4 separate regions of the Mus musculus genome follow, and regions 1, 2 and 3 are each linked to region 4. Evidence: chromatin contacts called from public Hi-C data. All regions are on one chromosome and are shown on one strand. The core of a region is the stretch at or near the end of the contact, and the rest is flanking DNA. Distances in the headings are between cores, read along the strand shown.

The links. Hi-C and Micro-C count contacts between places; a contact is called where the count stands out from the background.
Region 1: a Hi-C map of hippocampal excitatory neurons shows a contact between it and region 4, with 4 times the contacts expected there. The contact joins the enhancer-like site here to the promoter of AI593442 in region 4. A contact is called at or near these places in 1 of 39 promoter capture datasets (hippocampal neurons), 1 of 15 datasets of contacts at CTCF or cohesin (the NIH/3T3 cell line), 6 of 484 Hi-C or Micro-C datasets (cerebral cortex, cortical neurons, embryonic stem cells and 3 more), 3 of 115 datasets of contacts at active chromatin or transcription factors (embryonic stem cells, forebrain and neural progenitor cells) and 1 of 9 other capture datasets (adipose tissue).
Region 2: a contact with region 4 is called in a Hi-C map of neural stem cells, with 4 times the contacts expected there. The contact joins the enhancer-like site here to the promoter of AI593442 in region 4. A contact is called at or near these places in 2 of 39 promoter capture datasets (embryonic stem cells and hippocampal neurons), 1 of 484 Hi-C or Micro-C datasets (neural stem cells), 1 of 115 datasets of contacts at active chromatin or transcription factors (embryonic stem cells) and 2 of 9 other capture datasets (embryonic stem cells and liver).
Region 3: a contact with region 4 is called in a Hi-C map of cerebellum, with 2.2 times the contacts expected there. The contact joins the enhancer-like site here to the promoter of AI593442 in region 4. A contact is called at or near these places in 1 of 39 promoter capture datasets (cranial neural crest), 2 of 484 Hi-C or Micro-C datasets (cerebellar granule neurons and cerebellum), 1 of 115 datasets of contacts at active chromatin or transcription factors (embryonic stem cells) and 1 of 9 other capture datasets (adipose tissue).

What each region holds. Positions count from the first base shown.
Region 1 is chr9:52,761,679-52,764,529 of GRCm38.p6, reverse strand. All of the region lies in intron 2 of Gm1715 (predicted gene 1715), which reads right to left. Among named protein-coding and RNA genes, the nearest start is that of Gm1715, 83 kb to the right of the region's middle. Within about 2 kb of position 1,574, at least 9 of the 459 cell types and tissues checked have an H3K27ac peak or open chromatin away from gene starts, as enhancers often do. A contact at or near this core is called in hippocampal excitatory neurons and ventral hippocampal neurons, where this site is marked.
Region 2 is chr9:52,589,310-52,592,240 of GRCm38.p6, reverse strand. No RefSeq gene overlaps it. Among named protein-coding and RNA genes, the nearest start is that of Gm33210, 16 kb to the right of the region's middle. Within about 2 kb of position 1,435, at least 11 of the 459 cell types and tissues checked have an H3K27ac peak or open chromatin away from gene starts, as enhancers often do. A contact at or near this core is called in neural stem cells, where this site is marked.
Region 3 is chr9:52,800,575-52,803,337 of GRCm38.p6, reverse strand. No RefSeq gene overlaps it. Among named protein-coding and RNA genes, the nearest start is that of Gm39339, 76 kb to the left of the region's middle. Within about 2 kb of position 1,282, at least 11 of the 459 cell types and tissues checked have an H3K27ac peak or open chromatin away from gene starts, as enhancers often do. A contact at or near this core is called in cerebellum, where this site is marked.
Region 4 is chr9:52,678,309-52,681,138 of GRCm38.p6, reverse strand. It overlaps AI593442 (expressed sequence AI593442), which reads left to right and starts at 1,359. Exons shown (of 2, transcript NM_001286641.1): 1 at 1,359-1,556; 2 at 2,622-2,830. Gm1715 (predicted gene 1715) reads right to left here and starts at 1,276. Exons shown (of 5, transcript NR_045333.1): 1 at 1,068-1,276.

The DNA.
Region 1 (2,851 bases), core at 325-2,824, 83 kb before region 4:
TTGGAGATCTACAAACTGAACCTAAAAACTTGTTACTGAAGAAGAAAGGAGGAGAGAGAGAAAGAAAGAAAGAAAGAAAGAAAGAGAGAGAGAGAGAGAGAGAGAGAGAGGGAGGGAGGGAGGGAGGGAGGAAGGGAGGGAGGAAGGAAGAGAGGGAGGGAGGGAGAGAGAGAGAGAGAGAGAGAGAGAGAGAGAGAGAGAGAGAGAGAGAGAGAGAGAGCTCTTTGTACTCAATGGGGAAGAAGAAGGCCGCAGGCCTTCCAGTGATTGTGTTGTAACACAGTCCCTATCATGTCCTCTTTTGACATCATTAAATGTAGTAGTTCTTGCTGCATGATGTTGATGGCTGTACAGATTCAGCCACTTCACCAGCACTGACATGGCTCTTGGATCAACTACTCCATTAGAACTGTTACCACTATCAGTATTAAATTTTGTTACAGGTCTTACAAAGATGGATACTTTTTGGTACTTGGATCCAACTTTACTTTTAAGACTGTGTATTTGGTCTTCAGAAACTATCTTTGATGTTCCCAGACTCTCAGACTTTTTTTTTTTTGTCAAAAATGTAAGAGTCCTCAGAGAAATCCGAAGCTTGAGGTTGGGGATATAGTTTGTCAGTTAAGAGAGTTGGCTGGTCTTCCGAGGGTCACAGTTCAGTTTCCATCACCAGACCAGGTGGCTCACAACTGCCTATACATCCAGCTCCAGGGTAACCTGAAACCCTAGAGGAGGAGGAAGAAAGAGAAGGAAAAGGAGGAGGAGGAGGAGGAGGAGGAGGAGGAGGAGGAGGAGGAGGAGGAGGAGGAGGAGGAGGAGGAAAGTAGTGTTTACCTCATAATACATTGGTACATCTTTTCTGTTCACATTTTTACAGTTTCTAGATGACAGAATTCTGATTTAGGACACTTAAACTAGAAGGGGGAAGGATGCCTGTTCCCCTTTCAAAGCATATGCCACGGGGCTCAAGGGGAAGGCTGAGACGGAGAGGGATGCTCTCCACAATTATTCTGACTGCATCCCGTCCAAGGACTGATAGGTTGCAGAAGGTGAGTGGGAACGTTCTGCCTGCAGGCCATGAGCTCTCAAGCAGTTGGAGCTTGGAGAATGGATTTTTTTTGACTAATTTTCACCAAGTACTATTCCTCAGCCAGCCATGTGCCTGCCTGAGGGGATGCCTCTTTCTCAGGTTCACAGAGAGCCCAGTGAGCTGGCTTTCACTTTGCATGCACATTTATCCGTGATGTGGATAAACCACCATAAAATATGAAGTTAAACTCGTCTCCCAAATAGGCCATGATGGTGGCCATCCGAGAGATGCTTGCATTTGGGAAACTGAAATAAAAAGGAGTTTAAAGGCTGTGAAATAACCACTGGCTGACAGAAAAAGGCAAATCTGTAGTTGGAATGCTGTCCCCGAGCTTGTAGAGATGGGAAGAACCCTTGTCAGTGTGTTTGGTACCTCCCACACTTGGCTTCCTGTTCCTCCGATTGCTTCCCCGTCCCCTCTACCTCCCTAGAAATAGCTCCTCTGTAGGTGTTGTCAACAGTACTGGTTGTGTTTTGTCTCAGTCAACCCCCTATCGACTCATCCCTTGTGCTCACCAACTCCCACTTGAGCGGTCTGTCTGCCTGTGCATTATTGTCCTATGAGATAAAATCTCTTTGCCTCAAAAAATGAAAGAAAAATGACTCCTTTGTAGAAAACTGATGATAAAAATAAACTACATTTACTCAAGTTGAAAGATCTCTGAAACATTCTACAGGTACTTTCAAACAATTGGTTCTAGGCAACCATTGCTCTGGGGTGTCCATCCTGTGCGGGGCTCCCTGAAGAGCTGCAGGCCATGATTATTGGACTCAGAAGCACACTGATAATATATCAGAGACTCTGCAAAGTGCTAGAGAAGTAATCCTGTTTAATGTTGGCTTTTACATTCTTTAGTTTCTCTCTCTCTCTCTCTCTCTCTCTCTCTCTCTCTCTCTCTCTCTCTCTCTGTGTGTGTGTGTGTGCGTGCATATTTTGCATGATGTACACACATAATACTGCACCTGTGTGGAGATCACAGGACAACTTCTGGTAGTCAGTTCTAGCATTCTAATATGTGAGCCCTAGGGATTGAACTCGGGTCACATGGCTTGGTAGCAAGTGTCTTTACCAACTCAGTTATGAAACCTGCCCTTTAATGTTTTCTAATGTTCTTAAATTTGCTAATGAAGACCTTGATATTCTTAAGCCAACTAATACTAGTACATCTGTGGAACATATATTATGTTACCAAGTACTAAATACATAGAAGCAAATGACTTAATAGAAAGCGTCATGGGTTTGAATTCTCTCATCAGTTGCTCTCTGCCTGACTTCACGGACACTAGTCATCCAACACCTCCAGTTTCAGCATCAGCTTTCTCCATAAACTTTTCTGACCAATCCAAGCTTCCTTTCCTCTCATCCCGCTGGAATTTCCTTACATTGACTCCTCCTGATTTTTGCCATTATTGTTTGCTGTGAGCCTTGTTTTGTCCCTGGATGAGTACTGGCCCTCTTCGCTCATGCATTATTATGTAGCTGTTGGAACCTTTGCCTCAGATGCAGAACTTCATGCCCTGCTCATTTAATCTGGACTTTACTGGACTTTGGAGAAACCTTCGTTTTAAGTTCAAGTATTTACATTTAAGAAATCTTATTGGAGTCATTGCCTAATTACTCTACACTTTATATTCTAGCCCACAAGACTTGGCCAAACTGTCTTGATTTAATTTTCCTAGATATTTCTTGTTTTCCCTGAGCAAACACCCAATATTGTGTCTTTATGGGGCCCCTTGCTCTTTCCTAAGTATGACAAGCACT
Region 2 (2,931 bases), core at 186-2,685, 89 kb after region 4:
GAGTCTCCAGTAAAAAAAAGACTCAAGGCATATGAAGAGATTTTATAGAGGACATTCCTCCACCATGGCCTGTTAGTTGCTTTTCAATGTGCTCTGACCCGAGAACCTCTTGGAAACTATCTTTCTGAGAACACTCGCTTTTAATCTGCTAAAGATAAAATACAGGCTGCTTTATAATTTCCTCCACATTGAGGAGGGGTAAATGGTTTCCTGACATAATGCTTTTAGGGAAATAAATATATATTCACATACATACATACATACATACATACATACATACATACATGCATGCATACATACATGCATACATACATACACATTGATTTATATAAATCAATATTTATATATATATACGCACACATAATATATATATATATATATTGAGGAATTGATTACACACAAACATATATATATATATATATATATATACATATATATATACATATATTATGTGTGTGTGTGTTTATCCATTCCTCATTCACTCAGTTGTTTAACAAACCTTTCTTGGCTGCTTGCTCTCTAAGACATCATGAGATAGGTAAGTGCATGAGGTGCAGACCCTACTGAGAGGAAGCTTATGGCTTAATAAAATAGGGAACTATTTTAATAGACAGCTGTAGAGTGATGAAAGCTATTAGCAGGAGAAGAAAAAACAACTGACCCCTTTCTCTAAATAGCCTTTTCCTGCCTCCTTTCTAAAGCACATCTGCCTCTCCTCACAGCTGTTAGTTCAAAGCCAAAACTGTGGCTTAGAGTCAAAATATTGAACATCCAGCAGAAACTCCTTTAGGACTTTGTCAGTCAAGTACGGCCTATGCTTTTGAAACATTGCTGGGCCCCTCCTCCCTTTCTCTGTTGAAAGAAAAGTAGGTCAGTATAAAGGAAAATTGAGTGAAGTCTGAATGCATGCCAGGACTTACATCAATGGTTTCTGGATACAACTCTCTATGAGGTCACCGTGATGAATTTCCTATTAGGTCGCTGTGGTAGACTTACTGGTTCTATTGCTTTCACTATGGTTTTGTTTGCAGGGTCTGCTTGAATTGAAAGCTGAGATATTTTCTAGTTGTACAGGGAAATTATATAATTTATTTTATAAAAACAATTCCCTTCCAGCTTATCCAAAAGGGTTTCTGATGGAACCTATGATCTGTCCATCTGGAAGAAATGAAAGATACTATCATAATGGTATCTAGTGAAGAGCTATAAAATTTTATCATGCTGAGATTCTTTGACTCAGTATGTATCCTAGTAGTATAGGCTACAGACCAAATCATATATGCAACATACCTTAGATAATATTGTAAAGCGAGAGGACCAATACTCAAGCTCTGGAGTTAAGAATTTTGCAAGTAACTCTGTTTCCGGAGAAGTAGGGCATCTCCTAGGGAACTGTGAATGCACACATTAGACTTGGGAATCTGCTCTTGCCTTGCCAGCCTTGTGTAAATTGTCCATATATAGACCATACAAATGAACCTCTGGAAACATGCAGACTAGTCAGATCAGCCAGGCATTCTTAATGATTGAATTGTCTGATGGGATAATGACTTCCTTGGGACTTGTCCTCAGATCTCTCAAAATCCATTGTCAGAGCCTTTTCATCGCCTTCCACAGGCCCAGAGCTACTCCATGCTGGAGACGCTTGTCTAACTCTGAAGAAATCGAAGGCTTTCCAGGTTCCGCATCATCAACCTTGCTCTGATTTTGTTCTTGTCTGATCCTCAGACCTAACAAGAGTGTCCTTGAAGCGCAAATCCTTTCAGTAGACACCAATTCCAGAAATCGGCTCTCTACATTAAATTTTCATCCAAGAAGTTCTTTGAGGACTAAACTTAGGCCCTGGATTGGACTATCTTTCTACACATAAGAGCTCAAAGACAAATGAAAATTTAGTGGAAGTCCAATGCCAGCCCTTCAATATAGGTTTTACATGTCTTGGGGACATCTATCTGTAGTATCTCACTGGCATTAATAACATATTTATTTCATGTATACTAGATATTGAGCCAGAATTCTCTTTGTTACCTTCCTTTCATAGCATACTGTATGAACTTAATTCATTCTAAAAGTGTTCATTTGAGTACAATCCTAATCATTTTGGAATCAGTGTTCAAAACATAGAACATCATCTATAATTATATGCATATATATAATTATAGTTAATATACACTATAAACATAATGTATATATTTTTATGCATGTCACAATATACATTCTTATCTCTATACTTGATATGAAATGGGCAAGTCTCACAGAGCATAGAAATGTGGTCGAATAGGTGATGGGTGCAATGGAAGTAGTCAAGAAAGGACTTTGGGTATGGAAGGGGGATTCCTGGGGAAGGTGATATTCAAACTGGAACCAGAAGGTTGAGCATGGAAATAAGCAAGAGGTGAGAAAAAGGATAAGGAAAGGGGAAAGCACGAGGAATCTGCTTACTTCTAGCATAGTTGGACACCAGGAGATGAAGATGATAGGTGTGGCATACTCAGTTGCTTAAAGAAGACACTAGAGAAGCAGAGTGGTGATGGAGAAGCTGGTTTGTTAGAGAAGCTGAGTGATGATGGAGAAGCTGGTTGGTCCCAGGTCATGCAGGTGAGGGGTATTAGCTCTGTGCAAGTGAGATGGGAAATTATTCTCTTACCTTATATGAGTGTCATGGCAGTTTCATGTACCTGTGACACACATGCAAAGTAAGGAAATAAATGTTAAAAATAATGTTTTCAAAGGGAAAATAATAAAAAGAAGTTTTTACTTTGAATGGTTTTGGTGAAGTTGCACATCATGGGAGAGGACCCCTAGAATTAGACTCCTGATTTGGGCTAGCCTACTTCCAACCCCAATCAGGTTTCTGTTGATGAGTTATATCTGTTTGCTTTCTGCATGTCATGTCATGTGGACTTGTTTTCGTCTCTTCTTATTAGAGAC
Region 3 (2,763 bases), core at 33-2,532, 120 kb before region 4:
GCAGGAACTCAACTTTACCGCATCAGCCTCTTTGCTTATTTAAGTTCGGAACATAGGGAGGGGGAATTTTGGTGGGGTAAGATGACATAGGAGGTGGGGAAGGGTTACGGAGGGTATGGTGTGACAGACAGAGCCAATGGCATAGCTCTACATCAGCAACGGCAGGGCACAGAGGCAGAGCCCAAACAGGTCTTGCTGAGTCACCCCGATACGGAAGTGACTGAGACAGGTCTCAAAACTCGAGCCAGGCTTAGGCTCTCCCAGAAGGCCACAGAAACTCAAGGCCCAAAGCAAGGCCAAATCGGGCCCAACATTTCTTTGCTTCGTTTTCACCGCTATTTTCTCAGGCCATGGGTAATGCAACGCTCTTAACCCATAAGCAAAGAGTTTCTCCCATTTCAGGCTCCAAACCACCCTGGCAAGTCTTCCTAAGGAAACCATGCTGCCCCACAGAGGATGCTATCAGAGCTGAGCCTCTGGGCTAAAGCTGTTTTACCAGATGCTCTGTACTTGCGGGTGATGGCGAGAGACTTTGTGGACCCAGCTGTTCCAAACATAGCTCTTTGACTAATTGTCTGATGATCACTGCATTAGCCTCCATTACTGTTTGGTTGTATTTGGTGGTTTTGATGTTGGAGCTTCTGCAGGGCACCTCATGAAAAGGCCCACCGTGTCCTCTGGCTGCTAGACAGATGGTTTCTCTGGAATGGCTTATTCCTCTGTTCTTTGGTGATTTCTGGGTAGTGTACGCTAGTTAGCATTTTTTTAGTTTGCCATTTGCATTACTTACTATTTTCCAGTACTATTCTAGCTATGTCATTGACATATCTGATCATTTTTGTCACTGCAAATGAACCCAGGGTGAAAGAAGAGGCAGGGATGTGCGTTCACATTGTGATTTTGAGCACAGCACTTCTCCTTTTGTTATTTGTACTAACATTGGCTTTCCTCTGATGTGATATACTCTGTCTTTGGATTGAGTTTCATGTCTGTTGGCTTTGCATCTCTGTCCTGACTAGCATTCCCTCTGTGAGGCCACCTCAAGAAGAGTACCTCAGTTGGACATTAGTTAAATATTTGACGAATCTGAACAAATGCACTACCTTCCCCTAGGTCCTTTGTGTAATGTCATCAAAGTGATTTTCTTCAAGAATTTCCATGCCATTTCTCCCATGGACTGTCAGCTGATAGAGATAATTGGCCCCTGGAAAATGCTGGCCTCTTGCTAAGCTTTGGCTTTTCACTCCACAACTGCTGGGCCTCTTCTGACTTCCAACAATGACTGAGAGAGCAATTTAATGGCTCACAGATTTCTCTTGTAGTAATTCGATGAAGGCAGTGAGGTGGCAGAGAAGATCTCTTCAAATCACAAATTCTCAGAGGGCTTGGCTCAGCATCTAGTGATCTTAACGCTTGACGTGGGCTTGGCAGCAAAAACCTCGATGCAGAGATGCTCACTCACCAAGGAGATGCAAGCATCCTCATTCTGGTGGTTTTTCTCTGGTTTGAATGATAAATAACAACCTGGACCTCGGTGTGTATGAGACAGGAATCTGGCTTCTACAGGGAATGCAAGTGGAAAACAAAACTCTATAGAAACCATCTTTCCCAAGATGTAGCAAACTGAGCAGAGATGAAGACCACATCCTGCCAGGGAGGAAGATACTGCCCATGTTCTCCAGTCTCACTGTCAGACTGTTGAAAAAGTAGACCCCCCAAAATTAGAAATCCACAGGAGTCTTGGGCTAGAAGGAAGAGCCGGGGCCTTGGTACAAGCAAGAAGGGAAGAGAGTCTTCCAAAAGAAATATTACAGAGTTCTGAAAACTTGTCAGACTGCCTGGGTAGAGAGACAGGGGTCCAGGCAGTGATGGGTCATTGATGGATGAACCACCCCTTGACCAGCACTGCTTATCTAAAATGCCTCTCATCTTCTATTTAAATCTAAACCTTACATCAGCATCCAAATGTGGACATGTGGTAGGGATGGGGTTGTCAATGGGGCTTTTGTTTCTTATCTCACACTGAATATATCTTCTTTCTCTGATTTTTACTACTTCTTGTCCCTTTAATTGGATTATTGAGTACAGGTGGCCAGGCCTGGCTTGTTAAATACTGCCAGGCCCAGACTCGAACCCTAAAAACTTCGGGATCACCTGTGATTGGCTCGTGGCTGCACATGACCCTATCTACTGATGTAGACAGGATACCGAATGATGCCCTCCATATGCCTGTCCAGATCTAGTGAGGACTAACTCTGGTCAGCTTGGGCATGATCTGCAGAGTGAGTCTAGGGGAGCCAGGGTTAGCTTCACTTCTTTCCTTTAGATTGCTGCTCTGGGTTCTCAGTGTTCCATCTGAAAGACGTGTATCCCTCTCTGAATTCAAGCCTCTTCTGTGGCCAGTAAACAGGCCTCTCTAGCATAAATATGGGTGATAAGTGAGAGAGCCACTCTCCCAGCTCTGATCCCATGAGAGGAACTACTCTGAAGAAGGGTTTTGGATCAAGTAGGCCCTAGGGATCATGACTGGTTTACACTAGCATTTCCTCAGCCTAGATATCCACCCTCCCCCATACCCCTCCCCACACAATATTTGACAGATAGCAGTACTATTGGGCACCAACAGACCTTGCAAACTTGTCTTGCCAACTGCTCCTGCCAAAGCTAGAAGGTGAAAGAGCAGCAACAGATGCTGTTATAGCAGCTGCAGCCATCTGCTCCAGGATTAAAAAGCATCGCCAAGAACAGAACAGTGCTGAGAGA
Region 4 (2,830 bases), core at 110-2,609:
ATGGAGTGCCATGCATTTATGGCGTGAGCAGGAGGAAAATGAGAATTTGGAGTAGGGGTAGATGGGTACATAGGGTCAGAAGGAGAAATCTTTTTTTCTTCATATCTGACCTCACTTCCTGACTGTAGCTGATAGGAGTGAGTAAGTGGCAGCTAGTATTCCCCTTAGCTTTCCTTCATGATGTATAGCATGAAGAGGAGGCAGGAACACACACTCCACGACTGACCAACTCGGTGAGAAAATGTTGCACACTTTCTAGACTCAAAGACAGGAGGTAAACAAGACAGGAGAGAAGAAAGAAAAAAGCAAAACAAAACACGGTTTTAATAAGTTATCTCAGTGCCCTAAAGACCATACTCTGTTTAGTTAGTGTTCCAAGCAAGCGTTCCCAATCACTCACATAAAGCAAAGCATACTCTATTTTGAAGATGGTTACTATAATAGAATACACTATTTCTGTTTCTGAAAGGATCCCAAACTAGTCGTTCACTGGTCTCTATAAGATTTTTTTGCAGGCTGCTAAGAGCCTTTTTAGGAGATGTAAACATTTAACTGAAAAAGCAAATGTATCAAGAATCAAGCACGTTGACAAAAAATTAGAATCAACGAAGGGACATTTTTTTAGCAGTACACACAATGTTGAGAATTTTTACGGGTCATTGGTTCCTGCACTTCTCTTTGTAATTTCCCCTTCCCACCCTTCAAGCCCATGTATGCTTTGTGTCTTCAGAATGTGGGATCCTCGAAAAAAAAAGGGGTGTTCAATACACCGAATGGATCCTGGGCCTGAAGATGAGCGTGCGGGGGAAGAAATCAAAAAGCAGATGGGATGACATACTTTGGAGACTGGTGGAGAGATGCAGTCTTTGATGCATATTTAGGTTCCTGATTCTGATTCTGTCACAGTTGTGTTGACAAATGTCCTTGCCATCTCCCTAGTATAAGCAGTTTATGCTTAGAACCAGAGGCAGAAAAATAGGATTGGGGAGTAGCAGGGACTCTGATCAGTCAACAGGAAAAAAAAGTGTACCCCCAGGGGAGAAGATTCTCCTGGAGCAAAACTGTACCTGGAGACCGGTTGAGGTTGAAGCATAGAGCAATGGAAGAACTGAAGCCTGCTTCTTCCTAGGCAAAGGAGTGCTTGTGCTGAATGAAGGTGGGTTGCTGGCAGGGTGGAGGTGGGGATGGGGGTGGGTTTGCTCCTCCCAGCCCCAAAGCTGGGGAACAGCAGGAAACTGGGAATGGTGTTGGAGAGGCTGTTATGCCAGGACAAGGTGTTGGGTATGAGGGTGGGTGGGGGCCTGAGGGGTGGCTTGGAGCCCTGGCGGTGGCTGCCTGACGTCACCGGCCTCTCTGGCAATAGGCTAAGAGCTGAGCTCCCCATAGCAGCAGCAGCAGCAGCAGCAAAGGCAGCGGCGGCGGCGGCGGCGGCGGCGGTGGCGGCGGCGAGGGTGGCAGCAGCAGCGCGGCTCTGTCTCTGGTCCCAGCGCTCCGTGCCTTCTGCAGCCGCCACTGCAGCCAAGGGCTCCTTCTCTGCAACTGGCTGGTCCTTCCAGGTAAGAGACAGTGGTCAGGATGAAGGCTTCCATGGCCAGGGGCCCCAGTGGCAGGATGAGGGCGGGTAAGACCACTCCCGCGGCCTGCGCAGGCACCTCTGGACAGAGCTTCAGCCCCCGCCCCTTCCCTGGTGGAGGCTAGCGCTTTGCCTTGCTGCTCCGCAGTGCAACAGTTTGCACCTGCCTTTTGGGAGAGGCAAGGGAGCTGTGCTGCCTGCCGCGGGTCCTCCGGCTTGGTCCTCTGCCACAGCCTCTGGGCCCTGGGGCCAGGGCCCGGGGAAGGCTGGAGACAAGGTCGGTTCCCCAAACTTTGCAAGCGGGAACCCTTCCCCTTTCAGTTCCTGCTCTGGAAGAAAGAAAAAGGATTTTGGATACTGTCAAGTGGGAGGCTCAGGGAGATGAGGGGTGGGGGGCGCTTGGGAGGATGTGCCTCCGCTGAGAAGGGTGTTTCAGCTGCTTTTGATAGGGAGAAAGGGGGAGGAAGGTAGCAAGGAAGAAGGCTGGAGAAAGGTCGAGTATGATCCTGTGTGCCAGATCCAGCGGGTCAGCTGCGGCTAGGGACAGAGGCAGTGGGGTGTATCCCCTTGGGACGGGGACCTTGGGGGTCTGAACGTCCAGGCTGGAAGTGTTTGGAGAGGGAGGGATGGGGAAGGAGGACTGCGTACAGGGAGCCTGCTTGGAGTGCGTGCTGGCGAGATTGGATCCTGAGAGGAGGTCCACAGGACACAGAGAAGAGGGCAGTTGGCTTTCTGGGAAGTAGAGAAAGCCGCTGTGGCGGCCGCTGTTGGTGGCAATTAGAAAGTTGTGCAGGGGGCAGGGCAGCTGCCTTCTCTGCTGAGTAACCAGTGTCTCCGCGGTGCGGTACGGACGCCAGACCCCATCTGAGCCAGCGGAGCATCTAGCGCGGCTCTCCTGGGCTGCCAGGAGCGGTAGGGTTGGGTTGGTGGGTTGTGGAGATGACAGAGTCCATTTGAGGGCCGCTTGACAGTGGTGTCAGATCCCTCTCTTTCTCTGCACTCGCCTTGGCTGTGGCCGGGACCCTAACTAATCCTGTTTTCTTTGCAGCACTGTGCCTGGGGAAAGGAAACAGGATCAAAGAAGACCAGAGACACTCTCCCTGGGGCCACTAGCTCTGGCCCGCTTGCTTGGCGGCAGTTGCTCCCTCAGTCTTTGGCTGGAGAGCTCACTCCCTCCAGCGCTAAAGAGCAGTTGGGGTGGTGTGGGTTCCTGTCCACGTCTTGGCTGGTGGGAACCGTGTGTCCAACAGAGGAAGC